Regions from separate parts of the Ovis aries genome. Here region 1 is linked to region 2. The links are chromatin contacts, called in public Hi-C maps. All regions are on one chromosome and are shown on one strand. The core of a region is the stretch at or near the end of the contact, and the rest is flanking DNA. Distances in the headings are between cores, read along the strand shown.

Region 1 (5,686 bases), core at 998-3,497, 350 kb before region 2:
CTTAATTGTGTGTACTGGACATTGTGCTAGGAGCTGGGGGAGCCGGGAGCTAGAAAATCAAGAGAGAAATGGCGTAGTCCCTGCCTTCATGGGCCTTGTGGTCACTGTGTTAACTCTCCTACCTACTTCCCAGATGTTCTTGTGATAATAACAGGAGTAAGAGACACCAGGACAAGTCACAATACATGATCAGGGAAGGCTTCCTGCAAGAGGTGCCATTTCCATGGAATCTGGAAGTATGAGAGTTGGCCAGAGGAAATGGGATGGGGACAGGGTAGGACTGAGGTGTCCCAGGAAGAGGGAAGCAGAAGGAGCTTAGATGCTCTTGGATATGGGGAGGAGAAATGGGAGTCAGGGAGGGCTCCCCTGAGGAAGGGACTTTTGAATTTTGTGTGAGCTTGTTTTGGGGGAGAAGAACCACAAATCTGGTGTGGGCTTTGAGCCTGGGTCACCTGGGTTTGTTCATGCTCAGGTCTGAGGCCCTACCTCTGCCAGCTGAGATCTTTCAGCTTCCCTGGGATTTGATGCAGGGAGAGCTCTGAGAGTCATTTCTACAGCTTCCAAAACAGGGTAACCCTGCCCTGCCCACCTCCTTTCTGTCCTGAACCTCTTGGGAGGGAGAATCAGAGAAGCCACATGGCAGCCCCTGAACAGGGTATACTCACAGTTGAGCAGGAAGACCACAGAAGGGGAAACTGAGGTCCAGGATGAGAAGCCACACAGCTCATGCCCAGAACCGGGCCTCACTCTAGCCTCCCTGTCTAGGTCCTTACACTGCTCGTGGCTCCTGCCGATGATGGAGTAGGTCCCCATCTCCTCTGGGCAGGGGCTTCCTGCTTGCCTAGAGATGAGGAACAAGAGTGACGAAGATACATCCTGCCCTGGAGAATTTCCCAGCATGCCCATGGGGGAGATGGGCAGCCCACCAGAGAATGACAAAACTAAGTCAGCATCTGGAGGAGGGGATCAGAAATCAGAGTAACAGGCAAAATGGAGTGCTGTCAGGGAAGGCTTCCTAAAGGAGGAAACCTCTGAACTGAGCTGGAAAACTTAAGTGCGGGTGGGTTCAGCCAAGACCTGCATTTGGGCTGGGTACAACTAGTGCCACGAGGGCCAGGCATGCTGAGCAACAAAAAGGAGGAGAAGAGAGCCAGGCCAGGTTCTGCAGAGCCGGGGGGCGAAACTGGGAGTCCCAGGAGCAGGGATTGGGAGCTAAGCAGGACTGGGAGGAGGCTAAGGTACAGGCCTGGAGGCTGCCATCAGCCCCAGGGCCAAGACTTTCCCGGGTTCTCAGCTTGAGGGTCCAGGGTGCAATAAAGGGGTGAGCGTGGGAACTCAAGGGAAGGGAGGAAACTTCCCCAAGATGCTGGGCGGCCCCAGGCCGGCCTTGTGAGCAGCTCTTGCTTTTCCTTCCTCCTGACTGCTCTGTCTCCCCTTACTCGCTTCTGTCCCAGGGTCCCCGCTCCCGCTCTCCCGGCCCTTGCCCAGCCCGGAGCTGGCCCTGAGTTCTGCTGGGAAGGCCCGTGCTGACCTAAGCCTGGAAACTATTCTTTAAGGGGCAGCAGAGAGGAGGGGAAGAGTAGAGGGCCTAGCTCCATCCCGCTGCAGACTGGCTAGGAATCCTGACCTGGCCCCCGACTGGCTGAGCGGCCTAGGGCAAGTAGTTCAACCTCTCTGAGTCTCAGCTTTCTCAGCGGCGAGTGGAACAAGTCCAGCGCGCTAATACAGGAAACCTCTAGGACACACTGAGCGCTCGGCACCGCCGGCGCGTACAAAGGGCGCGGTGAGCGGGGATGGGTTGGCGTCTGGTGGGGGGCTGAGGTGGGGGAGAGGCGGCTGGACCCCAGCGCGGGTGGTCCGGTGGGGGCGCTCGGGCTTCCTCGCGGACTCCTCCAAGCAGGGGCGGAGCCTTGGGGCCGCCCTGGGTTTCCGGGCGCGGGTCGCACACCCACCCTCCCGCTCTCTAGGGGACGGGACGAGCTCTGAGCGGCCCAGGGATCCCGAGCCTGGGGGCGGCGGCGGCGGGGCCGCGCGGGCGGCCGCCCTCGGAGGCGCGCGGCTCCTTTTGTCTGCAGCCTCCCGCTCCCCCGCCCGCCCCGAGCCGCGGGGCTGCGGCGCCGCTGCTGACACGGCTCGGCCGCCGCCGCCACCGGGCGGAGGCTGCGCGTCGCAGCGCCGGGCGGAGGGCGCGCGGCGATGGCGGCGGCGGCGGCGGCGGCGGCGCGGGGCGGGAGGGCGCGTGGCTCGGGCTAGCTGCGGGGCCGGCCCGGATGGCGGGCGGCGCGGGCTGGGCGGGCGCCCCCGCGGCTCTGCTGCGCTCAGTGCGCCGCCTGCGCGAGGTGTTCGAGGTGTGCGGCCGCGACCCCGACGGCTTCCTGCGCGTGGAGCGCGTCGCGGCGCTCGGACTGCGCTTTGGCCAAGGCGAGGAGGTAAGGGCCCCGCGGCGGGGGTGCCCGCGCCCCAGTCCCCCCACCCCCGGCTTCCTAGCCCTTTCACCTGCCCGCTCCCAGTCCCCGGCGGCGGCGGCGGCTGCAGCCCTGAGGCATCCCGCCGGACCTGAGGACTTCGAGCCCCGGGGCTTCCCCGCCCTGTCGGACCCTGGCTTTCCACCTTTCGCGCAGGTGCTGCGAGTGTCACGCATCGCGCCCCGGAGTGGGGAGCAGGGGGGCTTCTCTGCCCACCTTGCTTACCCCGGGCCCTGAGGGTCCCTCTAACCATTCTTCAGCCTACTCGGTATATGGGGCGGGGGGAACCGTCAGATTCTAGCTCTGGGACCCCCTCCCCTGCCTGCCCTGCGGAGACCGAATTGCAGAGGTCCGGTGCAGGAATCCCAGGACGGGGGCCGGGGTTAGGGGCGGGATGGAGTAGGGGGGAAGCACACGCCCCACTGGGCCTGGCCGAGGGTAGGAGAGGACAACTAGGGGCGCTCTACCGCCTCGGCCCCTTGACTGCACCCAGCCGGCCTGGAACCTAGCGGGAGGTGTCTGCCTTCGGCCTTCCTGGATTCTCAGCCTAGCGCCTGGTGACCACCCCTCCTCCCCGCACCCTGCGGGCTCCGAGGGGCAGGCCTGACTGGCAGCTGGCTGTGGCGGCAAGCAAGCCTGCCACAGCCAAGCTGGGGAACAGCAGCTGAGCAGTGTCTGCAACGGGGTGGGGGCCGCGCGGATCTGGGGAAAGCAGGAACAGTGTTAGCAGGGCTGTGATCCGAGGGTGGGTGCTGCCAGTAGGGTGAGCAGAGACCAGTGTCCTCTCATGCCATGGAGGAGAGGTGGGTATGTGTGTGTGGTGGGGGATGTGCAAGGCACCTACCTGGCAGGAGAGCATCCCACACTCCTGCTCCTGCCCACTCTGAAATGGTCAGGGCACGAAACCTTGAGTAGTGACTTTCCAAGGCCACCTGAGGCCTCTGGCTCTGCATTGGCACTCCCTGGCTTTCTGTTCCGGGAACAGCTGGGGCCTAGCATTCCAGAACATGGGAGAACCCGGGCCTGGTTGGGTTGGATCCATGCCTCCCTGTCACCTGGCAAGGGGGAAGGATGATAGATAATCGTCTCTTTGTGGTCGCTGGGCTGGGCTGGGGCCTGGGAGTCCCTGAGAGCGGTAGGTAGAAGAGGATGAGGCAGGTGTCAAGTCTGAGGACTCAGGTACCACGTGTGGGAGAGGCCCATTGCTGCCCGCCCTTTGGAACCCAGGCTCTCCCTCTGCCAGGATCTGCTCAGGGCGCTTTCCTGCAGCCCCTTGATCTTTCTTCCCAAAGGCTGGTCTGACCCCTCCCATCCTCTGAGGCAGGCTGCAGACCCCAGCTGGCCCTGGCTGCAACTGGAGTCCCAGAGCCACGGTCTCAATGGTGGGAAGAGCTTCCCAGCAGGCTCTGGCAGGCAGCCACGTTAGCTCTCGGTGAGCCCCTCACCAGCCCCACCTTCTCCCGGAGCTGAGCAGCTCCTCTTGTTTGCGCTTCTGCCTCTTAACACTCAGGAGCCAAACCTGCTGTCACTTAGTCATTGTGGTTCTTCACAGGGACTCACATGGGTCTCACTTCTACGTGGCAGTCTTTAAATATGTGAAAACAGCACTCCTGTCCCCTTCCCCCTCTCTCCCTCCCATCTGCCCTTCTCCAGGCCAAATACCCTCTATTCTTGAAGCCTCAGGCCATTTCCATAGGACCTGGCAGGGGCCAAACCTCTGGCTTCCAGCCCTGAAGCCCCATCAACTGTGTGACACTTTTCCTAGTAATAACATGGAGGGGCTGGACCAGGGACCCCCGGGACTGTTCCAGCCCCAGCGCATCACACACAGCAGGTGTCTGGGGGCAAGGCTGTCTTTTGAGAGGTGCCCTCAGGTTAAGTTTCTGGCCACTGAAATCCCTTGGGATCTTTCTTAGCCACCCGTGCCAAGCCAAAATGCCCCTTTATCCTGGAGGAGGATCAGTGATTTTCTTTTAAATGTATTTGTTTATTTAGGGTCTTGGTTGTGCTGGGTCTTAGTTGTGGCACGTAGGATCTTTGATTATCCTTGTGGCACGCGAGTTCTTCATTTCCAGCGTGTGGGATCTGGTTCCTTGAGCAGGGATCGATCCTATGCCGCCTGCATCAGGAACATGGAGCCCTGATTTTTCTTTTTAAAGCATAATTTTCTATCATTACAAAATCAGTTTATATGCACTGTGGGAATAGAAATATGGACAAGCAAAAACCAGAGTGCCATGTTCCCATCCCCCAGGTAGCCCCGCTGTGACACCTCGCTCACATCCTTCCAGAGCTGTTTCTATGCTTATATGTAAATTTTCTCCATAAAATGAGGTCATGCTGTGCATACTGTCTTGTAACCTGATTTTTTCCCAGTAAATGATCAGCACTTTTCTGCTCCAATAAATTCTCAGCTTAATTATTATGCATAACTTATTCAGATTTCCCTATTTGGCCCCAAAAGGCTGATCTGTGCTGTTTTGTTCAAACCACTTTCCTCACCAGAACCGTGCACTGCATCCAGTTGTTCTGACCTCTAGGTCTCTCTTTCTTTAATTCAGTTCTTTTTTTTTTTCAACTTGAATAATCCTGACTTGTTGAAGAGATCAGGCCTGTTGTCTGTGTCAGTAATTTCTTGGATCTAAACCTGTAACTTGGACTTTATTCCTGTTGAATTTCATCTTGTTCATTTCATCCTGTTGTAACAGAAAATAGAGAGAATTTATTGAGTAGGCCAAGAAGGTCACTCGGCTTTCTCCGCGCGATGTTGCAGAAGAGCCCGAGTGAACTTTTTGCCTACCCAATACAGTCCTACGTTTGTCACTCAGATGCCGTCCTGCCTGCTCGTTGGAGAAGTGGGAGCTTTACATCTCAGTCTCCCAGGCTGGTTGTAAACCCAGGCAGGACCACGGACAGAGCCTTGTAGGGGTGGTTCTGCTCACATAGTGTTAAGAACTGAGATCCACAGGATTACATTTTTCAGCCCTGCTCACTGCACACCAGATTCACACATGCACACCTGTTTTGCACTAAAAAATAGGAATGTCATTCCCCCCTTCGAAATGCTATGTTTTCTGACAGTTTCTATCCCGTTTGTTTAAAAATCACATAGAAACCTAAGTTGCAAAGTATAAAACAGTATCCATGAGGCCATATTGACATCAGTAAGTGATTTAATAAATGAATAAATAAATACTAGGAAAGTCTCCTGTGCAGGAATT
Region 2 (6,228 bases), core at 1,886-4,385:
TGACAAAAGGAAGACCATCTTAAAACAACCACCTGGTCGTGTTCTGCTAGGAAGATGCTGGGCAAACTTACTAAGACGGCAACAGTAACAAGCGTGTGGAGCCCCTTAGCCACCACAGCACTTATTTAATTACTGTCGTTCTGTTCCCAGTTTTAGAAGTAGGGTTGATAATTTATTTTCAATAAGATGTTCTATCTTAAACAAGGCCATTCATTACCAATCTTTTCATTCACATGAGGAAATCGGGCAGTGTGTATTTTCAGGTGGTTTAAATGACATGCAGGGAAAGGTTTTCTGGCAACGATAAGCTTTCACAGTACAGACTTCCTTGGTCTCTCCCAAGAGCCACCCCCGCCTCTGTCGCCTACTTGCCTAGCCGATCTGTGGCGTTCTCAGGCGCTCTCTCCTGATTGGAGTGGTCAGCCTGCAGGAAGAAGAAACAAGGACCCAGGACTTGGATATCTCGGGAATGGCCAGTATTTCAGCCCCATATCCACCCTTTCAGACCCTCCTTTGCGAGGCTGGGGTGGGACCCTGCAACCCACATTTCTACTGTGCCCTGTTACATTGGGACTTGCTGCTTCCCATTCCTGTGGGCATCACCCCTGCCGGCAGGATCACCTGCCTTCACAGAGTGCCTACTGAATCCAGTGTACAGGCTGCCAGCACATACAGAGCCAGTCTCCTCGCTGGGCCCTATCTTTTTTTTTTTTTTTTCAATATGTATTTGGCTGCACCACCTCTTAAGCTGCAGCACTTGAGATCTTTAATTTTGGCATGTGGGATCTAGTTCCCTGACCAGGGATCAAACCCAGGCTGCCTGCATTGAAGCGTGGAGTCTTAGCCACTGGGCCACCAAGGAAGTCCCTCACCAGGCCCTGTCTTGAGAGGTCTGGTCTCCTCCTCCAAGCTCAGAGACTCCAAACTAGCCAGGACAGCACCCCGTCCTCAGAGGCTGGAATTTCAGCTCCCTGAAATTCTCCTCTGAGCTTGCACATTTTAGTCATTCCAATCTCACCCCTTTGTTCCCTCAGCCCTGGGGCCGGTTGCTGTTTCCCTGCAGTGGATACCTCCATGTTCATTTTTACCTTAACTTTTTATCTAGCTAATAGCTCTTTTATCAGATTTCATCTCCTGACTGACACAGGAGGACTAAAGAGCTTTAGCTGTTCAAGGGAAATCAGCGGTTGACAGGAAATCGTCTTCCTTCATAGCCATCGCTAGGTTTCTCTGCTCCCACCGCGCAAAAGTTCTGAAATCCTGTGACTTCCCTGGCAATCCAGTGGCTAAGACTCCAAGCTTCCAATGCAGGGGGCATGGGTTCAATCCCTGGTCGGGGAACTAAGATCCCATATCTGGGCAGTACGGCCAAAAACAAAAAAAGAGTTCGTTCCTGAAATCCTATCACCTGTGAAGATGTCTTTCTAAGTGAGGCGAGAAATGTTCACAGCCTGCATGAGAAGGCGTGACTTCAATCCCATTCACTCAGAGTATACCTGGGACACATCACTTCAGCCACCATGCCTGGGTTTCTGTCTCTGGAAATTGGGGACAACTGTTCTAACCCAGCAGGAGGTTTATAATGAGATAACACTGATGAAGACACCTAGCACACAGCAGGAATATAACATTTATTGAGCTGAAACCCACCTTCTTTGCCCCTATATTTAAACTGTACTTGGCACCTGCTCGTTAGCTCACAACCTAGTCCTACCTGGATTTAATGAGCTAATTCCATCTCCAGTAGTCGGTGACAATTCCCGGTCACCCCTGCTGACCAATAGTGGGACTTCTCACCTCTTCTATTGCAAGAGCTCCTTAACTGCCTTCCCACTCACCCACGTTTTCTTTTTTTTAATTTGGCTGCACCAGGTATTAGTTACAGCATATGAGAGCCCCCACCAGGGTCCCCTGCATTGGGAACACAGAGTCTTAGCCACTGGACCACCAGGGTCCCACACTCATCCATCTGGCCACAGCCTCACACTGGAAATCACCACTCTGCCCAGAAACCTCAACAGGCCTCCACTGCTAGAGTACAAAATTCGCCATGGCATCCACATTGTCCCTTCAGGCTCCATCAACTTGTGCAGCACAGTTCTCTCTCCAAGCTCCCAACCATCTGCCCTGCACATCCTCATCTCCACGCCTCTGCCACGACCACTATCCTCTCATCTTGGAGAGGAAGTGCAGGAACCTTCCTGCTGTGGCCTGCCAAAATCAGTCTCATCCTACCTGCCCGGTAAAGTAATATTCTTTATAAGCCTACCACTACATTTTTCCTATCTTATTTTGGTTAGGATGTCTCTGATGCTTAGATAAGCATTCCTCTTCCATCCAGTTAATAAATATGCGTGTGTGAAGTGCCAGGCACTACGCTACGCACCGGGTTTTCAGCACTAAATAGAGCGTTCCTACCCTCAAGGAGCTCACCGTCTAAAAGGGATTATTGAACAAGGGCAGGACATGACTGTAATAGCAGTCTTTCAGAAACCGGGAGCTGTCTGGCGCGCAAAAGAAAACAAGTTTCTAGAAACCCTGCGTCAAACGCGGCCTTTTGGTTTCAGTGAAAGGAGAGCGCGCAGGAGCCATCATCCGGTGCTCCGGCTTAGCTGAGCATCCCCACCATGGGACACGGATCCTTCAGGGAAAGTAGCTCTCCTCGCAGCCCTCACCTCGCCCCAGCCCAGGCCCCCGAGCAGCAGCCCCAGCTCTCGGTCAGCAGCATCACCTCCCATTTAGCAAGGACGCAAAGGCGCCCTGGAGCCAACAGCCAGCTCTCCCAGCCCGGCGCGCCCACCCACGTCCTCGAGGTTGCCCCGCCCCACAGTCCCGCGGCCCGGCTGTTTCCAGCTCGGGCGCGCGCCCAAACGGCCGGGCTGCCCGAGGAGGGCCGGGAGCGCTTCCCCGGTTCCATGGCCCACGCCCCGCGAGCCCCCGCAACTTCCCGCCGCCGACCGCAGGTGGTGGACGCGCCCAGGCCCCGCGCCGCGCTCACCCCCGGAATCGGGGGCGCCTCCCGCCCGCTCGGCAGCTGCAGACCCCGCGGCTGCTCCGCGGCCCCCAGCGCCTGGGCCCCGGCGGTCGGAGGGTCCATGCCTGTCTGCCCGCGGCTCGGCGCCCAGGTCGCCGCTCGGCCACGTGACGCGCCGGCCTGGCTGCCGGCCCGAGGATACGCCGTTGAGGGCCAATCAGCCTGGGGTGCTCTCGGCCGGGGGGCGGGGCGCGGGGGGTCAAGAGGGAGCCAGGGGCGGGGCAACGGACGGGGCGGAGTAAGGGGCGGGGAGTGCCCGCCTCCGAAAGCCTAGTCCACCCAACCGTCCTGAATCTTAATTTTTGTAGCCACTGGCGATGCAGGTCCCAGGGCTAGAGGACTAGCTGGGTCTGGAACGCCTGAGTGTTACCCCTACCCAATCACAATTGACATGCTTTCCTTCAAAACCCGTTCAGTTCAGTTCAGTCGCTCAGTCGTGTCCAACTCTTTGCAACCCCATGAAAAGCAGCACGCCAGGCCTCCCTGTCCATCACCAACTCCCAGAGTTCACTCAAACTCAACTCCATCGAGTCGGTGATGCCATCCAGCCATCTCATCCTCTGTTGTCCCCTTCTCCTCCTGCCCCCAATCCCTCCCAGCATCAGAGTCTTTTCCAATGAGTCAACTCTTCCCATGAGGTGGCCAAAGTATTGGAGTTTCAGCTTCAGCATCAGTCCTTCCAAAGAACACCCAGGACTGATCTCCTTTAGGATGGACTGGTTGGATCTCCTTGCAGTCCAAGGGACTCTCAAGAGCCTTCTCCAACACCACAGTTCAAAAGCATCAATTCTTCGGCTCTCAGCCTGCTTCACAGTCCAACTCTCACATCCATACATGACCACTGGAAAACCATAGCCTTGACTAGATGGACTTTTGTTGGCAAAGTAATGTCTCTGCTTTTGAATATGCTATCTAGGTTGGCCATAACTTTCCTTCCAAGGAGTAAGCGTCTTTTAATTTCATGGGTGCAATCACTATCTGCAGTGATTTTGGAGCCCCAAAACATAAAGTCTGACACTGTTTCCCCATCTATTTCCCATGAAGTGATGGGACCAGATGCCATGATCTTCGTTTTCTGAATGTTGAGCTTTAAGCCAACTTTTTCACTCTTCTCTTTCACTTTCATCAGGAGGCTTTTTAGTTCCTCTTCACTTTCTGCCATAAGGGTGGTGTCATCTGCATATCTGAGGTCATTGGTATTTCTCCCCGCAATCTTGATTCCAGCTTGTGCTTCTTCCAGCCCAGTGTTTCTCATGATGTACTCTGCATATAAGTTAAATAAGCAGGGTGACAATATACAGCCTTGACGTACTCCTTTTCCTATTTGGAACCAGTCTGTTGTTCCATGTCCAGTTCTCAACTGTTGCTTCCTGACCTGCACATAGGTTTCTCAAGAGGCAGGTCAGGTGGTCTGGTATTCCCATCTCTTTCAGAATTTTCCAGTTTGTTGGAAGTCAAAACCTGTTAGAATAGTCAATTGACCTGCATCTACCTAATAGTGCATAAGAGTTTAAAAACTTTTTATGCAATTGTAGCTCTAATCCCATTTTACTCTTCTCTATAAACAGGTTTTTCTAGAACTTGGGCTGGAATCAGGCTACAACTCTCCCACAAATGGATGAGACAACTCAGGAGCCCAGTGACTCTCCCCCCTGAGCTAACCAGGTCTTAGCGTTAACCCATTAGAAACCAAGCCAGATTGATCAAAACTCTTAACATTTCATACACCCTTATAGGCCGCAACCAGTGAAGCTTAACAGTTCTATGAAGACCTACAAGACCTTTTAGAACTAACACCCAAAAAAGCTGTCCTTTTCATTATAGGGGACTGGAATGCAAAAGTAGAAAGTCAAGAAACACCTGGAGTAACAGGCAAATTTGGTCTTGGAGTATGGAATGAAGCAGGGCAAAGGTTATTCGAGTTTTGCCAAGAGAACGCACTGGTGATAGCAAACACCCTCTTCCAACGACACAAGGGAAGACTCTACACATGGACATCACCAGATGGTCAACACCAAAATCAGATTGATTATATTCTTTGCAGCCAAAGATGGAGAAACACTATACAGTCAGAAAAAACAAGACCGGGAGCTGACTGTGGCTCAGATCATGAATTCCTTATTGCCAAATTCGGGAAAACCACTAGACCATTCACGTATGACCTAAATCAAATCCCTTATGATTATACAGTAGAAGTGAGAAATAGATTTAAGGGACGAGATCTGATAGAGTGTCTGATGAACTATGGACAAAGGTTCGTGACATTGTACAGGAGACAGGGATCAAGACCATCCCCATGGAAAAGAAATGCAAAAAAGCAAAATGGCTGTTTGGGGAGGCCTTACAAATAGCTGTGAAGAGAAGCGAAAAGCAAAGCAAAGGAAAGATATAAGCATCTGAATGCAGAGTTCCAAAGAAAAGCAAGGAGAGATAAGAAAGCCTTCCTCAGTGATCAATGTAAAGAAACAGAGGAAAACAACAGAATGGGAAAGACTAGAGATCTCTTCAAGAAAATTAGAGATACCAAGAGAACATTTCATGTAGAGGGGCTTGATAAAGGACAGAAATGGTATGGACCTAACAGAAGCAGAAGATATTAAGAAGAGGTGGCAAGAATACACAGAACTGTACAAAAAAGATCTTCATGACCCAGATAATCACGATGGTGTGATCACTCACCTAGAGCCAGACATTCTGGAATGTGAAGTCAAGTGGGCCTTAGAAAGCATCACTACAAAGCTAGTGGAGGTGATAGAATTCCAGTTGAGCTATTTCAAATCCTGAAAGATGATGCTGTGAAAGTGCTGCACTCAATATGCCAGCAAATTTGGAAAACTCGGCAGTGGCCACAGGACTGGAAAAGGTCAGTTTTCATTCCAATCCCAAAGGTTGCTCAAACTACCGCACAATTGCACTCATCTCACACGCTAGTAAAGTAATGCTCAAAATTCTCCAAGCCAGGCTTCAGCAATACGTGAACCATGAACTTCCAGATGTTCAAGCTGATTTTAAAAAAGGGAGAGGAACCAGAGATTGAATTGCCAACATCTGCTGGATCATCGAAAAGCAAGAGTTCCAGAAAAACATCTATTTCTGCTTTATTGACTATGCCAAAGCCTTTGTGTGGATCACAATAAACTGGAAAATTCTGAAAGAGATGGGAATACAGACCACCTGACCTGCCTCTTGAGAAA

Evidence for each region. Hi-C and Micro-C count contacts between places; a contact is called where the count stands out from the background.
Region 1: a contact with region 2 is called in a Hi-C map of tail adipose tissue, with 3 times the contacts expected there. The contact joins the promoter of RAB11FIP4 here to the promoter of COPRS in region 2. A contact is called at or near these places in 6 of 16 Hi-C or Micro-C datasets (blood, hypothalamus, skin fibroblasts and 1 more).

What each region holds. Positions count from the first base shown.
Region 1 is chr11:18,348,058-18,353,743 of ARS-UI_Ramb_v3.0, reverse strand. RAB11FIP4 (RAB11 family interacting protein 4) reads left to right here and starts at 2,247. Exons shown (of 15, transcript XM_042255436.2): 1 at 2,247-2,429. The coding sequence starts at 2,271.
Region 2 is chr11:17,999,091-18,005,318 of ARS-UI_Ramb_v3.0, reverse strand. It overlaps COPRS (coordinator of PRMT5 and differentiation stimulator), which reads right to left and starts at 3,135. Exons shown (of 4, transcript XM_027975269.2): 1 at 2,999-3,135; 2 at 373-424. The coding sequence starts at 3,097.